2 separate regions of the Anser cygnoides genome follow, and region 1 is linked to region 2. The links are chromatin contacts, called in public Hi-C maps. All regions are on one chromosome and are shown on one strand. The core of a region is the stretch at or near the end of the contact, and the rest is flanking DNA. Distances in the headings are between cores, read along the strand shown. Region 1 has its middle 18 kb from the start of SVEP1. Region 2 overlaps PTGR1 (prostaglandin reductase 1).

Evidence for each region. Hi-C and Micro-C count contacts between places; a contact is called where the count stands out from the background.
Region 1: a contact with region 2 is called in a Hi-C map of liver, with 2.6 times the contacts expected there. The contact joins two enhancer-like sites.

Annotation. Positions count from the first base shown.
Region 1 is chrZ:11,798,830-11,805,444 of Taihu_goose_T2T_genome, forward strand. No RefSeq gene overlaps it. Among named protein-coding and RNA genes, the nearest start is that of SVEP1, 18 kb to the left of the region's middle. Within about 2 kb of position 1,837, at least 1 of the 3 cell types and tissues checked has open chromatin away from gene starts, as enhancers often do. A contact at or near this core is called in liver, where this site is marked.
Region 2 is chrZ:11,628,215-11,634,850 of Taihu_goose_T2T_genome, forward strand. It overlaps PTGR1 (prostaglandin reductase 1), which reads left to right. Exons shown (of 11, transcript XM_066988115.1): 11 at 773-1,435. The coding sequence ends at 883. Among named protein-coding and RNA genes, the nearest start is that of PTGR1, 18 kb to the left of the region's middle. Within about 2 kb of position 2,302, at least 2 of the 3 cell types and tissues checked have open chromatin away from gene starts, as enhancers often do. A contact at or near this core is called in liver, where this site is marked.

The sequences.
Region 1 (6,615 bases), core at 587-3,086, 170 kb after region 2:
GGCATGCCAGAGCAGCCTTACTTTAAGGACCATGCTGATGCCAGTTAGCAAATAGGTGAATCGAGTTGTTCTGCTCTCTGTTTTGTTTGAAATGCATCTGAAAGAACCAAGACAAGGTGAAGCAGGTGCAATCCAGGTCAGAGGTCCAGCAGTTACTCATTAAAGCTGAGTTTCAAAAGCTAATGAACCAGCAAATCTGTGACAGCTTTGCTAACAGGGTGCAGTCAGTTTAGTAGGGTTTAGAACCGGACTGGTTGCAGCCTATACTGCAGGCAGCATTCCTGGATGGGTGAGTGAAGAACTGAGCCTGAGCTGTACAAGAAATGAAAATCCAGACAACTACCAGATTTGTATCTTGATATCAAGTGTAATTTCCACCTGTCTTCCACTGTTGTGGTCCAGATGAAGATCCAGTCTAAATGAAGAAATATCATAGCACACTATATGCTGTGACAGTATTCTTATACTTCTTGAATTTCAAGTCCCTGTATATGTTTAAAAAAAAAAACACTAAAAAGGCATCATAGATTCATTCAGATTGGAAAGTACCTCTAAGATCCTCTAGTCCAACCTTTAACCTAGTAGTAAAATCCTTTCAGCTTCCTCTTATAGTTACAGATAGAGAACAGAATAAAAAGAGTTACATCCCTGTATAAACCTGTCATGTAGCCACATCAGTGTTATCAAATGTCCATCCTCCTGTCTCATCTCAAAGCCAAACTAAACAAAAGAATAGAAAAATCATTAAATATATGAAGTAACTCTTGCTTTGGTGAAAGTGATGACTGATAATGTAACTATACAAAGCATAAGTGCAGAGCATGGAGAATTTACTGTTGTTAATACTTCAAGTGCTAAAGGCAACAGGCATGAAATGTTAGGCAGCCAATTTAAACCAACAGAAATAAGCGGTCTTCTTTTTTGACGTTTTCCCCACTACACACACCGCAGAAGTTAAACTTCGGAACTCACCTAGCATGGGATATTTTAGACGACAATATATAAATGGTTAAAATAGGTTCAGCAGATCCAGCGGAGAGAGCTATGTATGGCTATTAAAGTCTGTTGAGCTCAGTACTTCAGGTTAAATTTCAGTAGCGGCTATGACAAAAAGTTCTTGTGTTGTTGGGTGCTGGAAGCTGAGACATTTTACAAGAAGATATTTTAACTTGTCCAGTGGCACAGTTTTCTGAAGCTGTCGGTAGTGGCCAGGGCTGGAAACGAGCTGCTGCTCAAAGCAGTGTTCGGCCTCACCCAGCATGGTAGTTTTACATCCTTTGAAATGCATTTTCAAACTGGTCATGGGAAGTCTTCTCAAAGCATTTTGATGGCTTTTACAAGAATGCAGTGAAACCCCCCGGTTCAGTGGCTGACAGCTGGTGACTGTAAAGGAATCAGTTTGCGTGTTTGGAGGCAATAATGGGAACATCACACACACAAGTTAAGTTATGGACTAAGTTAAAGCCAGCTTATTCTAGGAATGCTGGAGAAAAAAATAAATATTTCCCATCTGTTTACATAACTGGAATGTTTCTCCCACTTGTCAGCAGGTCAATACTTTTACAATGGCTGTTCAACAGTGCCAGGATGGAAAATCTTGCTTCCTTCAGGTGCCTCAAAGTACAACAAACACGTGATAGAGCAGCTTTACAGTTTATCAAAGAACAAGGCACTTGCTAATTCAGCGGGACATGTTCTGCTGTAAGCCCTATCTAGCTTGTCACTGTGGGAGCTGTGTTCTTGAGTGTGTTTGTGCATCAGGCTAACCTGGACAGAATCAGCAAGAACAGAGAGCTGTGCATATCTGAGAGCTGGAAGTCTGTTTCCCACCCATCTTAAAGAAAGACAGAGAAGGAAAACTCACTCCCAGAGGCGCTGTCTAAACATAACAATTGTTAGGTCAGAGCCTTGGAACAGCAGACAGACCTAGAGATACCACCCAAGAGATGGGATAGCCTGAGAGCCCTGCACAGAGTGGAAAAGAAATTTGGAAATGTCTGACAGAAGAGGAACCCCACCCAGCTTCCAAAAATAATGCAGAACAAACACCACTACGCAAACTTATGAAAGGTTTGTGCAAACTGTATGCAAGTTCACAGTAACCTGAAACTGGCATTGTTTGTATTTGCAGGGGCATTTCTTGATCTTTGCTCCCAGGTCATTGATTTGAAAAAAAATTCCTAGAGAAGCTTCCTATTAAAGATGAGCAACAATGAAAAGTACATGCAAAGAGGATGTTCAACATCTTTTTTGAAGAGATGAATTCTTACATATGCAATGCAGACTATTTCTGCTATGATAGCTCTTAATTATGCAAATGCTTGCATCTGATAAGACAATGCACATGCTTAGAGAGCACATTCATACTAAATGCTTGGCTGGATCACAGCCATGAGACCTGACTTAGAGATTTTGAGGTGCCAGAGAACAAACAGATTTTCACCATGCTAGTGTCAGTTAAATCATAAAGTATCTTTGCATAGATTTAGCTCTTTCTGTCAAACTGACAAGGATTTTGTAGAGAAAGCATTAGCAGCGCTAAGGCAGAGGATGGCTGTGCAAAATCCTGTAGATTTCTAAGACCGTGTTACAGTTAATACCCAAGATGAAAACCAAGGGCTACCATGCTGCAATGTATTCATCCCCCTTCATTTGCAACCCAAGGGAGGCAGCTGATAGGCCCGTTGCTTTCTTTGGCTGTAAAAGCAATCTGCAGTCTACTGTGAACCTCTCCATGAATCGCACTTATTTTTATCAACTTCAGACGGTGAAATTTCAGGTGTAGTGGGTGTGCCAACTTAAAATCAGGGCCTTATGTTAAAAAAATTCACCAATACTCAGGTGATTTCCATTCTCCACATGTACCTATGTAGCTCCCATGTCCCACCTCAGGCTACAATAGCTACAGCCAGCTCTCCTGACTAAACTTGTGTTATCAGAAGCCGGTTTGAAGTCAGATCAGGTTGCCGTTTTCATGTAATGAATATAAAACAAAGCATTTAATGGCTTTTGGAGCCTAATTGAACTGCAAGCACTCTGGTTATAAGCAGGTAGCAGGTCAATAATTAATTCTAGTATTGTGTTTATCACCTTTTCAGCATAAGGAAACTAGATGCCGTTGGATGCACAACGTGTGCATCCCACGTAGACTTTGAACCTAAGGAACAATTTCAAGCCTTTGTGCTTGAGCTTTAGAGAATCTCAACGACACTAGCAGACAGTGAGTTACTGTAAGCTTCCTGGGAACAAGCAGACACTGGGAAAAAAGACACCTTAATGAGAAAAGATGTATTTACAATTTTAACCTTAACTAGACATCAGATAAGCCAAATTGCAGAGTAAGAACCCTCAGCAACAGAATGCACATGGATTTGGGAGTGGGCATTTCTTGGGTGAATTTCTGCAGGAAATACAGAGCATGGGGATGGTAGTCCTTTGGCTCATGGAGCAGCTCATTATACGCACTGTGGCAGTATGGCTAGGCAGAGCCACAGATCACTAGCATGTAAAAGCAATGCCACAAAGGATGTGATTTAATTCACTCCAGACTGATGCATGTAGACATTTACCTTCTGTTTGCTCTAACTAGTAGGAATTCCTGGAGGGCGTGGGGTTTTTCTGTTGTAATATGTTGGTTTATGAAGTCTTCTTGCTCTTTTCTCTTAAAGAAAGGAATCAGACTGGCAGGGAAGGATCAGAACATGGACAGTAGTTTCTCCCCATGGGGTCAAGTGTAGAAAGGTTGGAACAAAACTTTTGTTTTCTATTGTTCATCCAGCCACAGACTTCTGTCTGCCAGAAAGTGCATGGGGGAAATTAATGGATGGTGGTTGTCTGGGGCATACATAACTTGCTGGGGAAGCCAAAGGCCTCCTGCGCATCACTTTGGTTGCTCATACAGAGGCATCCAAGATCATCTAAAAATGCTAAACTTCTCCTGTTATATCTATAGTTTTAAAATAGTATTTTTCCTTCCTATTTGTCAATAGTTTATCCAGGAATGGTTAGCTCAAAGAAGATATTTCACTTTCACTTGAGTTCTTCAATTTTTGTGGCTGTGTGAATTGGAGTATGAAGAATTCTCCTATTTTGGTCACAATCAGAAGGAGTTTGTAGTTTATCAAGGATGGTGAGCTAAAGTATTCACTGTTATAACCACTACTGCTTCAACAACCACTGCCCTCAAGGTTATAGTACTGAACATGAGACTTGGTCAAATACGGATCTGCCTGCTCCCTCTGAAGTCCCTGGGAGGCTAAGAACAAATCAGACATCCTCACTTAATATCAGATGCCTTGAGAAAAAAAAAAAAAAAGAGCCAGAGCCTGTTTTTCAGAGGGCAATTATATTTCGTGAAGTAAGTATGTGTGTTAACATGTATTCCTTAATTTATCTACGAAGGCAGAATAAATACCACCAATACACACTGATCAGATTGCTGTATAAAAGGGAGGTTATCACAGGTTGAGAGACTAAGGACTGCTTTTCCAAGAGCCCAGCTAGCCCATAAACACTCCGCATTAAAATCTTTAACACATTTCATGATGCTGGAAGTGAGCACAATTAATTTGATCTGGTGTACCATTCCTTCGTATTTTTCCAGTCCATCAATATACTGTCTAGCTTCTTGTGTCCCCCACATATTCGTATCTACTGCCATCCAGGCTTGATTTCCCTCAGTCCTAAACTGGGTGTGGCCAGTGTGGTCTGAAGTAAGATTTTTGCCTTATTTCTCTCTTGAACACACTGCCAGCGCAAGATCTGCTCCACAGATGGGAAGTCTATAGAGCAAAGCTTTCTCCATGCCACAGCCATGTTACTGCATCGATGGGAGGGCAGTAGGAGAGATCATGGGATAAGATGGAGTCTTGGCAAGGTACCATTTAGTCTTCAGAAGTTGTACTGAAGCGGGCTGCCTGATGGAGGCATTGGCAGGCTGTTTCTTGCACTTGGTCTGTGTGTCACTCAGCAAGCAGAGGAGAACAAGTCTCACTTTTAAGTCGAGTTGCTTGTGATTAATTCAGTCAGATCTGACAGCAGAAAGTAAACAGCATTTGGCAGAAGCCACTCTTAATTACAGTGTCATTAAGAAATTCACTCCACAGAGGATGTGCACACAACTTCCCTTTCTTTCTCTCTCTCTCTCTCTCTCTCTCTTTTTTATTTTTTTTCCTGAACCACTGCAAAATAAATGGTCACAATTTGGGTTTGTTTTCCTAAAATTACGATCCTCATTGCTATCACATCACAGATTTACCAGAAAAGTCATTTCTGCTTCCAGCTAAATGAAGCAGGGTTTTTGGACACCTGCCCTGCTTGGCTGCTGCGGACATGTGTTGGAAATAGACCACCAAGGTCTGATCTTAGGATACCCGAGATAATGTCCCTTGCAGAAGAAAGGAGGAGACAGATAGAAGAGAGCTGGAAATACAGGCTAGCTCTGGAAGTCTGCTACCACCCAGGCTTGATTACCCTCAGTGTTAAGAAGCTGGGTGGTCATCTCGGCTGATCATACATGGAAAAATACCTTGTTGAGAGTAACCTGAGTACAAGATTGAACAGTAGGGCTAGGGTGCGAATTGATGAGCAGAAACAATGCTTCAGTTAAATATGCAGTTAAAACTAAGGAAGTATTTTTCCCCCTTGTAAGTTACAGCCTCTAATCCTTGAAATGGCTACAGCATCATCTAGTGGAAATTTACCCAAACTACTCATCTCATGGTTCTGTGAGCCAGCTGCCAAACACCAGTTCACGTCCATACCGATTGTTATATGGGGCACAAATTATTGTCTCCTTTCCCCCCATGAGCAAAGGTTACCGAGGAAGAACAGCAGGACCAAGAACTTGGTTCAGCGAAGCTGGACACAGCCCAGTGCAGTAGCTGCTAAACCAGCTGTGTATCTCAACCCAGGACAGCCCTTTCTTTTCACACAGAGGGGTTACTCTGTAGGATGCTCCCAGAACACCCTCAAATTAAGCCCACAAAGGCAGCAGCAAAGAAACGCATGCCACTGCACCTATGTATATTGCTATTCTTTATTAGTGTGCCAATGAGTGGAAAGTGTTTTCAGTGCGCCTGGGGGACGTATATGACTCTCTTTTGCTCACTTGCTTACTCTCTTGAATAGAAGTACTTTGGGGAAACCCCCAAAGATCATCAGTGCCTAGAAGAAAACAAGTCTGTACTGATGCATAGGAGTATGCACTTTGGGGCCTGAATGAAGTCATGTCCAAGCAGCAACTATACAAAGCAGTGGCAAACCGCATCCTGGAAACTAACATTTTAGTAACTGCTTTCCATGGAAGCAAGAATGAAATGTGTAGAAGACAGGATCCTACTTCAGCAGATTTGCTCTTGAAGCTGGAATATCGGAGGCCAGTAACTGCTATTGCTAGATGATAAGAGCGAGGCCAGTCTTCCTGCTAAATCTAAATCTGAGCTGTGTTGCACAGCTCCTACACAAGAGAAAGCTCTAATGGTCTTCTGATGAGCTTTTAAGTCCCATGTTGTCTTTCAAAAGAATAAAGACAGAAAATTAACATCTCTTGTGGATCAAATGCAGGGCAAGACAGTCTATATGAAAGCTGCTGCAATCTCCAGGAGCACCAGCTGC
Region 2 (6,636 bases), core at 1,052-3,551:
TGCGATATTAGCCTGTGGTCTTAGATTAGAATCCCAGAAAACATATAAACTTTGGAAGAGGATCCTTCCAGAACCATTCTATACAATTCTCTGGCAATGAAGAGTTTCTTATTTAGAGTAATTCCTCTATTTCTCCTTCAGAAATCTCCTCTCATTTGTAGTATGAGCAAGCATTTCCACTGTACTGTTGTGCTGGAATTACTGGCAAAAATCAGTGCCCTTATGGAACCGGGAGCTGGGCTCTAAAGGGAGTTACCAGGATTTTTTTTTCTTTAATTTTATTTTTCTAAATGGAGGCTGAGTTTAAAACTTGATTCATGGCTGTGAAAAATATGTGAGCGTGAACATTGAAGGCTACAAGGCTTTTATCTTTTACAAATTGAGGATTGGGGAGGGTCATCATTTTGATTTGTAATTCCATGCTTCACTACAGATAGAAACAGGCCTGGCTTTGAGGAAACAATCTACTTGCCCATTGTTTGGGGACTGAGAAGCACTAAATCTGTCCTGGTGATTTTTTTCAGCAGTGACTGTTGCTCCCTCTTCTGACTGCAAGGGGGGGAATCGTGCTACAAAAGCAGATTCTTTTATGGAATCACTATACCCAAACCTAGTTTTGCAAAGTTACCCTGTTGTGCACCAGCTTGCATGTTTCAGATGGAGCATACAAGCTGGAGAAAATTCATTGGTGGCAATTTAGTCTCATGAAGACTGTGAAAACTAAGCAGCTGATGAATGATCACTCAGCAGTTTCCTTTCCTCCTTTTGACAGGGAAAAGTGAAGTACCATGAACAAGTCACTGAAGGATTTGAGAACATGCCAGCAGCTTTCATTGGAATGTTAAAGGGAGAAAATCTTGGAAAAGCTATTGTAAAAGTCTGAAGGCCACACATTCCTCGGGAGGCAGGCAAAGGAGAATGTTTCTGTTCAGCTTTGTGCTTCTAACTCACTGTTCAAAAGGTATATTTCAATATTTTTGGTGGAAGTTGGTGAAGATAACCTCTTAATAACTGGTCATATAACTGTAAGTGTATGCCAGTGGGTTTGCTCTTGAAGAACTTGAGACCTGCTTCCCGAAGCTAAACAAAAAAGCCTTAAAACTGTTTAACCTCATCAGAAGTGTAACTGATTTAATAGTAGTTCGAACAAATCTAAGTTGACTCGTAGAAAGAAAAAGGCCATTCTGAAAGGTTTTCCAGCTGATGGCACATCTGATGACTAATGTTTACCTATTGATTTGGTCCAGAACTCAGCAAGAGGGAATTTAATTTTGTAAACAATATTAGGGAGCAAAGATCAGGCAAACTGTTCAGGGGTTCCCAGTTTCCTCAAAAGGCTGGCAATTTTTTTAAAAAAATATCAGGAAATACAGGCATCTTAGTTATTCTGGGCCTATGGAAAGAAAAAAAAATAAACCTATAACGGATACTTCAACTGTGTCACAGTTCTCTTTGTGGAATGCCCTGCTCTTCACTTCCTTGCACTTAACACACATGCTTGCAATATTTTAGCCACCCTATTTCTCCCAGCAGATCCCACAATACGGGTGGTATGGCTAGGTCACGTATTTCCTTGAGTAATGCGGGGATTGGTGTGTAACCTTAAAGCTGGGCTTGCCGTGCTGTTCACCCTGGCTGTCCCTGAAGATGACATCCGTATGCTGGCCCTATCTGTGCTACATTCATGTGCAGGACCTGCATGGTGCTGAGTGAAGGAGACTCAGATTAGCAACAATAAACATCTTAGACATATTGAAAGAGCTGAACAAGAACACTGTTAGCTACAGGCTACAGTTAGGTTACAGAAGGTGATGATGTTCCATCTCCAAGTGAAGAATAAACACAGATATAGAATTCTTGGTTAATTTTTGTTTTCTTGTTATTGATCTCTGAAGAGAGATTGCAAAAGGCCCTAGTGTCTTTACAGGGGCAGAATTAGATGATCTGTCTGTCAACAGGAAGAGATCATTTAAGATTTAGAGCAACTACTAGAGGAGAGGTGCTTGTTGCTTTATAGGGGTTTCTGAAGGGAAAGGAGCACCAGCCTGTGTTAGCTCCAATGCTGTGGTTTTCAATTGGCCTCTGAGAAAATTAATACCACTGCACAGTGTGGAAAAACATAAAAAAGAAAAGGGAGTTTGTTGCCAGTAGGTTTCCATTCTCCTATGTAGAGGCTTGCTTTTGTTTCACCTTTCTTTAATGAGAAATTTTCAGAAGACTTGCAAATCCTAAAATACTGAATTGTTTTAAGGTCACTAATTTCACGATCTTTTGTTTCAAGTAAAGCTGTGATTTGTAGCCAACTAAAAACAATCACCGGGGGTTCCTGTGAACTACCTGCAAGGTAGTTCTACTACAAAAACAACTTTATTTGTAAAACAACAACACCTTTCATTGTCAGGTATCGAGATATCGCCTTGAGTTCTCCCCGTAGTTTCTCCACTGGTTGTCCTTGTAGTTTTTTTTTTCCAGTGTGTTGAAAATAAAGAGTATGAAAACCAAAAGTTTTCCTGACTGTCATGGGACCGAGAGTGTCAGTGGCACAAGAGTAAAGATAGGTTAAAATTCACAAAAACTTTGTATTTTTCTACCCTTGGTCTATTTCTCCCTGTGAAGCACACAGACTAACCTTGTGAGTACAGCTGGCATAAAGAATTTAACAAGGTGCCAGGGTCCCCTGGAGAGCAAAGGTACAGCTGTGCAGTGCTGGGATAGGCCCTGTCTGCCAATAAATGACTTGTGTGCTTTTAGGCAGAGCACTAGTAGTATCACTGCTGTCCAGCCTGTCTTCCATCCAATTGCACAAGGACTGTGAGCAGGCAAACACACTGGTGGCTGTCACCCTTTGTCTAACGCTAACACTCTGAAACTGAAGAGAGAAGCTTCCTGGGAAAGGAAAAAGGAGTTCTGGAGTTTCTAGAAGTTCCAGAAGGCCCCATGCTCTCCTCTAGCCCATTACCTAGAGCTACCACCACCCCCGTGCACAAAGGAAAAGGCACAAGGCATTCCCAGAGTGCCTGCATAAAAAAAAATGTACAGAAACAGTCACTGCCGCCTTGTGGAGACTTGCATGGCACAAACGTGTTTTCTCAGGCAGCTGCAAGTGGGAGCAAGTCCTCATGCAGCTCTCACGCTATTGCACCCCGTTTACCAGCCTGGACCATCTCTAGAGCGGAGGAAAAATTTCACTTGGATTGTCACCACACAGCTTTTTCAAAGTTCCCTCAACTCTTCTACATGATCCTTACCAAATCTGCAGGCATCTGAGTGGGTATAATTCTTACCTGCAGGAAACATCCACTGAAAAAGAGGAGGCCAAAAATAAGGATGCCACAGCATGGTTCCACCTCTGCTCAGCTTACGGAGCTCACCACCTACTAGTCCCACACAACGAGGGAACGAAGGCCAGCAGCTGCATCCCACGCACAGCTCCTAATCAGACTTCTCCTCCTCCTCGCTATAGCTTTGTGTTTGGTATCCTTATCAAGACCTACAGGCAGATGTTTTGAAAACTAGGGTAGACTTGCTACACCCTGTTAACCACTTAAGATGAGCTGACTCCATGCCATGGCCAGGCCCCTGGTCCTCCCTCAGGCCTGCACTGCCTCCTGTCAGCACGTCAGCCTTTCCCACCCCTCACAAAGGGTCAGGGCCACAGGCTTTGGTCTAGCTAGGATTTCACAAACAGTCCTCAAACAGCTGAAATCTGCATGCACTGGAGCTTGGCACAGAGGAACTGCCATGCCGCACTTCACTAACTGCAACAGTAGAAGGAATCTGCTCCCTACGCATATCCCAGTGCTTAGAAACTTGGCCCAGTTGCTCCTGCTACTACTACATGTGTTTTGTTTCTATAATCAGTTAAAAAAGACAACAGAACTAATGGACTACAAAATTGCTGGGAATGTGTCTGCTATGAAGTTGATATCAGGCAAGTTTTGAACACCATGTACCTTGATAAGGTATTAAAAGCTGTTTTTTGTCCCTGCTACAGCCAGTTAGCTATGATGAATGAACACCAAGAAATCAGAACTATTTCAAATGCTATTCTATCAAATCCAAGCCTAACATAATTCAGGTCTGGGAAAGAACAAAAAGGTAACAGTCAGCTGGAGCTGAAGTTCGGCTGAGCACTAGTGATGTGGAAGTGATGTGCTGGTGCTTAAGAATAATTTCCCCCAGTGTATTACAGCAGTCTTGGAGCATGGCTGGAATTAAGGAGCACAGCTATTTCACCTCAGTCTAACCCTGCATTTTTCCCTTGTCCACTCACTGTAACGCCTTTGTCTTGGCCTTTCCTTTCACAATTCTCTGGTAAAGCCTAGTCATCCCAGCCACTCATTCAATTTCTGTGCACGAGGAAGTATTTCTCTTCCTGTCAGCCAGTCCACTCTGAGGCTGGAAGCTACGTAACAGGCACCTGGAGAAAAACTTCTTGCTCTACTGGTTTGACAGCAAGGCACAGATCTCAGCCATTTTATAGCCAAATAAAATAAGACTGCAGTCATTACCTGAGGGGAGGATAACTCCTTCCCTAAAGGAACCCTTGCTCCCAGAAGTAGCCTTTATATGTTTTCTCCACCAAATATGTAAGAAATGTGGTGTACGTTCAAGTCAGTCAGTCGTCTACTGTTTCCCCTTTAAAGGCATTTTCTCAGATCACAGGATCAAAGCAGGTCACATCCCTGCTTCTCACCAGAGCTAAATGATTTCAAGGAAAGCAACTCAGCTGCTTTACGTTCTGAAATATGGTAATACTGGTCTCTCTCCTTCAAGCGAAGGACAACTCCATTCAGCAAGCAAAAACCACACTCGTTGAGTTCTCCAGCATATTACTTAATACCTGTGTCTGGGCATATGCCCCAAGTTTTCAGCGAGGTTACTTGGAACCACTGCATTTGGGTGGTGTGGTTTAACCCAGCAGGCAGCTCAGCAGCACACAGCTGTTCCCAAACCACACTCCCTCCCCCTCACTATCCCTCTGTGGGAGGGAAAAGAGAACCAGAAAACAGGTAAAATCTGTGGGCTGAGATAAAGACCACTTAATAGGACAGAAAGGGAAAACAATGACAAGAGAATAAAAGCAAGTGATGCACAAAGCAATTGCTCACCACCCACCAAAACCAATCCCATCCCCTATCAGCAGCATCCCGCAGTGCTTCTGTCCCACATGACGCCTTATGCTATGGGACCTCCCTTTGGCCAGCTGGGGTCAGCTGTTCCTGGCTGTGTCCCCTCCCAGCTCCCTGCGCACCCCCCAGCCTCCTCCTGCTGGGGCAGCATGAGAACCTGGACAGGCCTTGGCTACATGTGAGCACTGCTCTGCAACAGCTAAACATCAGCGTGCTGTCAGCATTGTTCTCATCTTATATCTAAAACACAGCACCATACCACCTACTTGGAATAAAATTAACTATTCTAGTCCAAATTATGACACTAGGGCAAAATATACATTTTTAGCAGGCTGAAGCCCATGTTCCTGCCTGTAGAAACTGAAAATACTGCAACAGAGGGAGCTGAAAACTTGCTGTCCTTGCAAGAGCTACTTTGCAGCCTTCTGAGCAGAGGACTTATTTCAACCTTTCTGATCCTGCCCCATTCCTAAGCGAATTTGCAGTCACTTCTGTATCACCTAAATATTTCAGAGCTCCATCCTGTTAAACACAGCATTACCTCAAATTTAACATGAGCATTATTTTCTAATAAGTTCTTTTGCCTGCTCTTAACAGGTAAGAACCTGGTCCTGCCTCACCTCAGCAGAAACACTGTAGGTTACACTTAGGTTACTGCTTCCTTAAAGGATGAAGGGGTTCCTGCCACACTCTGCAGCTGCATTTGTCAGTAAAACAGCCAGAGCAGCAGGGAAAATAATTCTGCTCCTCATTGTATCAGCGCAACCCAGAGCTTACATCCAAGAAGATTCTTGATGGCTCATCCTCAGCCAGAGGGTGTGGTCACTTCTTGGGAATGGAAAAATCGTTTGGACAGGGAGCATAGGCAAAGTGCTGAAGGCTCCCAGCCCTCCTGTCCACCAGGAAATTCATGCATGCCTCTGATGTGAGTGTGATCTGAGTCACACATGAGCTGCTTACCACAAAGAGGCTCACTGATTCCACATTTGTGGACAGATGTAGCAGGAAGTCTTGCGTTTTCATCAGTGACAGTCCATGAGCAACGCAGCTCGCCTAGCCCCAAAACCACCGCGTTAGGTGTAGCTGCTAGCTACAGCCCCGCTTCCTTGTTTACTGAGCCTTATCCAGGAGACAACACCAAGGCCAGCAAGAAAGCCATTTTGATATGGAGGGGACAAGGCAGTTCTCCTCAGTAACTCTGCAAACAGCAGTTAAACAGCATGCAGAGGCTGGCAGGTTAATTAATCTAGACAAATGACAGGTCTGGAGGACTGTCGAGTCCAGTTTACTGTCTAGCACAAGGTGTATCCAGCATGGTGTAGGAATGCAGTAGATCAGTTAAGTGAAGACAAGAACATACAAATTTAAAATATCTCAGGCTTAAGACATGATGAGTTTTGCCTCTTTAGCCCTGTGCCTAGGCAGTAATCTGGAACAACCAAGGAGCCCAACCCAGAGGCTATATGCACACCACTGCCAGCAGAACCAGATCATACCCCAGTGG